2 separate regions of the Anas platyrhynchos genome follow, and region 1 is linked to region 2. The links are chromatin contacts, called in public Hi-C maps. All regions are on one chromosome and are shown on one strand. Each heading gives the region's core, a stretch centred on a gene start, on an enhancer-like site or on the middle of the called end of the contact. The rest is flanking DNA. Distances are from core to core; before and after follow the strand shown.

Region 1 (2,700 bases), core at 174-2,673, 110 kb after region 2:
ATGTTTTGCTTTTACTGGGAGCTGCCAACTGCCTCTCATGTCTTTGTGCACTGCTCCTGTCAAAGCCTTTTGCAAAGGAGATCAAAACGAGAGCCAAGACCTTTCACAATTCACAGAGCCCCATCACACTCGAATTTAAAGCAGACACCTTCGCAAAGTCCAGCGCTGACCCTGGGCCTGTGTTGGCAGCATGTCAGGGCAAGGCTGAGCCTCAAACGCAGCAGCTCTCTGTAGCTGAGGGGTGCAAAGTGCAGTAACAGAAGGCTGTGCAGGTAGGTGGCAGGGAGCCTGAGCTGTCCGTGGCTGTTCTGAGCACAGCAAACCTGGCAGCCCGCAAATCACCGCAGAGGGGCATGCGGATGCTGCCCTGCAGCTTGTTGCTTTGGGAAATGGTCTTTCCTGCACTCTGCACCTCCATATTTGCCTTCCTTTTGTGGGGGTGATGCCTGGAGAACAGCAGACACAGGATGAGAAGTGTTCAGACATCAGCCAGGTCCCCGCTGTCCCTCAGCTCAGCACAGCTCTGCCTGGCTCCAACCTGTGCTGCTGAAACCACGGGAGCTGTAACTGCTGCCGGTGTCTGCGGGACTGACGGGTGTATCACACCGATATGATGCCAGAGGGAAAAGAGGGAAAGTCCTTTCACACAGAGCCAAAGGCGAGGCAACAGCCTGTAAAGAACCCCGGGCTGTCCAGCATGGTGGGCACATGGAGGAGCCTCTGCTGTCAGCTCTTTGCCCAGCACTGCAGCCACGGAAATACCTCCCTGCCTGCCGGGTAACCACTGCTGATGGAAACACACTGCACTTTCCATTTATTTAGTCTCTGTGGCCTAAAACTCTTCCCAAGTCCGACCGCAGGGTCTGGCAGTGGCCTGTCACACCCACTGTTCCCCAGCCAAGCACAAACCAAGCCAGCAGCTCTCAGCACTCACGGCGAGATAACATCAGGAGCACTCAGCCTTGCCAGGTCATTTACATTTTTTAAAAGGAAGGAACTGCATGGACTGGGTCCTAGGAAGGCAATTTGTATATTATTCCTTTTTCCTAATGGAAGTGAAGTGCTGCCTAACTGTGAGGAGCTTTGTGTTCCCTAAGGGACCTCTTCACTCTCACCCAGGCTGCACGGTGAGCTCGGGCACAGGTTGAAGGGAGCTGGAGCAGCAAAAAAAGGCCTTTTTGGGACACCAGCACCGTCAGGAGCAGCACAAACACAGGTCAAAAAAAGCAGCTCAATATCAGCACGGCGCCTGGGCAGCTCGGAGCCACTCAGCAGGGATGCGGGGCTGCACCCACAGCCCCAAAACAGCACCGAGGTGCCCTGAAGCAGCTCCCTGCGATGTACTCCCAGGACAGAGGAACGAGAGGCGCTGCCCCCAGCCTTGTGGCACTGCCCTGGGGCTTGCTGAGGCCGGCCCCAGCCCGGCCCCGGGCGCCCAGCGCCGCCCGCTGAGGCGGGGCGGGCGCTAAGATGGCGGCGTAGCGGCGGGGCCGCCATGAAGCTGATCATCCAGGAGACGTACGCGGAGGCCAGCGAGTGGGCGGCCAAATACATCCGCAACCGCATCGTGCAATTCGCGCCCGGCCCCGGCCGCTGCTTCACGCTCGGGCTGCCCACAGGTAGGGCTGACGGGCTGTCCGACTGACTGACTGACTGATGTCTCTGTGTCTGACTGACTGACTGTCTGTGTGTCTGACTGACTGACTGATTGATGTCTGACTGACTGACTGACTGACTGATGTCTGTGTGTCTGACTGACTGACTGATGTCTGTGTGTCTGACTGACTGACTGATGTCTGTGTGTCTGACTGACTGACTGATGTCTGTGTGTCTGACTGACTGACTGTCTGTGTGTCTGTCCGCCCGCAGGCAGCACGCCGCTGGGATGCTACCAGAAGCTGGTGGAGTACCACAAGAATGGGGACCTGTCCTTCAAGTACGTGAAGACCTTCAACATGGACGAGTACGTGGGTGAGTGGCGCAGGGAGCAGCCCAGCCGCTGCCCCTCTCAAAACCTGCAGCTCCTTTGGGTGGCCGAAGTGCTGGGTTTCACTGTTTTGCTCATAATTACCGATCTATCTGTGATCCCTCAAAGCCTCGTTAATTAGGCGCTGCTGCCAGCCCCTTGGAGCGGTGTGCATGCTGCTGCCTGCACTCACAAAGCTCCCCGTAGTTACTGTGCATTCGGAGCATCCCAGCTGCAAAGGGTTTAAGGGAGAAAGGATAAAACTTGTGTTACCACAGGGAGTTAGCAGGGACAATCTGAAAACCTCTATAAGAAATATTAGAGTATCAGGTGTTGCCTGAGCCCACACACATTAGAGCCCGCTGTGTTTTACCTGAACTTAGGTAGTGACCAAGTACAGATCCATTTTATCGCATTTTAACCTGAGATAATGTGCGTTATTAACTGCCACCTTTGTACCTGGATTATTGGGGTCACTTCAGCTGCAAGTCCCATAGAGGGCTGATGCGTTGTTACCCATCAGAGTGACCTTCAGGAACAGATACAGGTGCTTGTGGAGACTGCAGAGGAGTGTTGAATTTTGAAGCTGTGATGAAATAGCCTCTTCAGAAAAAAGAGTGCAGAGAGATTAGTGGAGAAGGCCTGGAGATCCAAAGGTGACAAACGTACAGGCTAATTATTTGCTAACTTCATGCTGGTCAAGCAGTTTTCTTGTGAATGATCATTATCAAGCA
Region 2 (2,774 bases), core at 15-2,514:
TTTTATCTCTAGAAAGCTCATTTCTGACCTGGGAGGTTTTGACATCTGCTACTATTAGATGGGTAAATCCAGATGCCAGATTACACAAAATTCCCATAAAAAACTAAAATTTTCTTGCCAGAAGTATAATAGTAGGGCCTGGAGTGGTACTGTGCATAGAGTACCAACTACACGGTCATAAAAGTATGAGAACAGCAACAGTATTTAGCGAGGAGAGACAATGGGAGTGGAAAATTGTGTTCATTCAGCTTCTCTTGTGGAGTCAAAGGCAGCTGGCGAGCACTGAAGGTGCTCTAAAAATAGCAAAAAACCTTAAAGGAAATACATGAAAATGAAGAAAATTTCCAGCAGGGCTGCTCTGTTAAAGCTATCCATAGATGCACTCAGCCGTGCAGACAGGCAGTAAACAAGGGAAGCACCAGTCTGCTCCTCACCCACGTTGGCTGCGGCGCAGCGCTGCTGAGCTCCTGCTCCGAGCCCGTGGCTGAGGGAGGTTTGCTTCTCGCTTCTCTCCACCGCCAGCCCAGGAGGTTTCTGAGAGCCCTTCGCCTTCAGAGGAAGGTTGAAGAAAAGCTGGATTTCCAGTAAATTACACAATGCCACTGATCTTGATTAATGCTCAGCAAAGCACTGGAGCCTTATCTACCACATCGAATGACTTGAAGGCTTTCATTCAGAGGAAGCATGGCAGGCTATCGGTATTAAATCTGAACTGCTACAAGAAAATCATGATTTCTCAATAGAAAAAAAAAAGTTCTGGGAGCAGAAGGTCTCAGAGGTACCTAATTTCAGCTGCCTGACAACTGTGTCAAAAAAAGATGTCAAAGCTGTACCTTGGGAGCCCACCAGCTGCCCTGGGAGGCCACCAGGATGCATCCAGCTCCTCCTGAGCAGCCCTGGGACACTTCACTGAGCTCAGTGCAGGGCATCAGTGCTAGCACCTTCAGCGTGCCACCTCGCTAGCAGCTTATATCACCATCAGTGAGCATTTCCAAAAATACCAGGCTGTGTCAGATGGGACAGCCGGGGCTTTTGCTTCCAAGCGCACACACTCTGAACGTCCCAGCTCTGAGCCTGACGCTGCTTTTGTTCATTTAAGCAGCAAGGAAACCATGAGAGATGGTTATAAAACTTGGTCTGACTTCTGCAGAGAAAGGTTAATGCTTTTGGCTTCGCAATTAGGGGCAGAGCAGGACTGAGCCTCGGGGAGATGCGCGATACGGGGTGGAGCTGGCCGGCAGCCGGTTTTGTGAACCTGATAAGCACCAAAACAGCTCCCTGGGCACATCAGCAAAGAGCTGGGGAAACGCGCCTGATAAAGCACGGCTCGCTAGGCATTGTTCCAGAAAACATGACTCCTGAAACAAGATCAGAGCAGTCCTGCAGAAAGGGCAGTGGGGAAAAGTTTAAAATAATACGTGGCCGGGCCCCCACGCCCTGACCCTGCTGGCCCCCTGACTTCAGCCCTCCAGCTGCAGCACGGCACCGCGGGCCAGGAGGAGAGGGGCCCGTCGGGAACTGCTCGCTGCCAGCAGGAATCCAGGCCTTGGATGACAGAGAACGCTTCTTCCTTCACGGCTGTTCTCCCCTCCTAGGAAATCTCGCTGTTCTCATAGCGACCCCAAAGGGACGCATCTGAAAGAAAGGGATGGAGTCCGTGATCTAACCAAAGTCGGTGGAAATGGCAGGGCGTGTTTTTAACAACAGCAACAAAGTCTTTATTTCCAAGGTTTTAGTTTTTAGTTCCCAAAACTTTAAAAGAAATGGGCAGTTTCACATATTTTATTTATTTTATTTATTTTTTTTATTTATTTTTTTTTTTTTTTTATCTCCTGCAGACTTTGGGGATCCACTTGGAGGCACAGTTTCCCCTCCTTGCAGCTGCATTTGCAAAGTTAAATAGTTAGGAGCTTACAGCCAAACGTTTGGGGGTTATGCACACACACAGAGCCATCCGTTTCTCAGTGTCTGTGTACTGCCATGGGTTACACTCCCAGTTATCTCCCAGGTCACTGGGAAACACACACTGTGATACCAGCTCAACCCTAATTCTACAGTAACACAACGCCGTGCCAAATAGATGCTTTCACAATCTGTATGCAACATAAATACACAAAAACAGTGAGCATATAACGATTCCCATATATAGCTATGGGAATAAGTAGCATTTAAAGTCATTTCCTCTCTCTAGGTTTATCCTCTGCCCTGTCTTTTTCTGTTCATAAATCCACTTCTCTATAAGCACTAGGCACTGTTGCACATGAGGGTCAGCCTATTCGAGGCAGATTTTAAACACAGTTTCTAGGCCAGGCACCGGACTTTGTTTCAGTTGGGATACAAGGGTGCACCAGCATGATATAAGCTCATTATATCCTCAAAGTTCATTTTTTTCACATGCATTTGATCACCCACATTTGTGTGGGTGTACCTCCCGCTCACTGCCCAGGCAATGAAATCCTCCTGTGCCCTCGTTTATCACCCACAACATCGACATTTTGGTCTGGCTCTAAGCACGGCTGTGCCTCAGCCAGGTGAGGTACACAACGCCAAGACAGGAAGAAAAAAGTTTGCTTATCTAGCAGCCTGCGTGCAGTCCCAGCCATAATCATGACTGAGGTATAATAGTGGCGAGAGTTATTAGCCTGGGCTTCCTGCCTCCCGCGGGCTCCAATCAGACACTGGGTGTTTTCAGCCTTTTTCTCGAGTGTGTAATTTTAGTGCGTACGTCAATAGCAAGCAGAAAGAAAACAGCACTCGCTGCGACACAATTAAAA

What was found. Hi-C and Micro-C count contacts between places; a contact is called where the count stands out from the background.
Region 1: a contact with region 2 is called in a Hi-C map of skeletal muscle, with 2.5 times the contacts expected there. The contact joins the promoter of GNPDA1 here to the enhancer-like site in region 2. A contact is called at or near these places in 2 of 8 Hi-C or Micro-C datasets (skeletal muscle and subcutaneous adipose tissue).

Annotation. Positions count from the first base shown.
Region 1 is chr14:1,437,012-1,439,711 of IASCAAS_PekinDuck_T2T, forward strand. GNPDA1 (glucosamine-6-phosphate deaminase 1) reads left to right here and starts at 1,424. Exons shown (of 6, transcript XM_021274457.4): 1 at 1,424-1,619; 2 at 1,870-1,971. The coding sequence starts at 1,496.
Region 2 is chr14:1,332,132-1,334,905 of IASCAAS_PekinDuck_T2T, forward strand. All of the region lies in intron 1 of FGF1 (fibroblast growth factor 1), which reads left to right. All of the region lies in intron 2 of LOC106017998 (a long non-coding RNA gene), which reads right to left. Among named protein-coding and RNA genes, the nearest start is that of FGF1, 14 kb to the left of the region's middle. Within about 2 kb of position 1,265, at least 2 of the 8 cell types and tissues checked have an H3K27ac peak or open chromatin away from gene starts, as enhancers often do.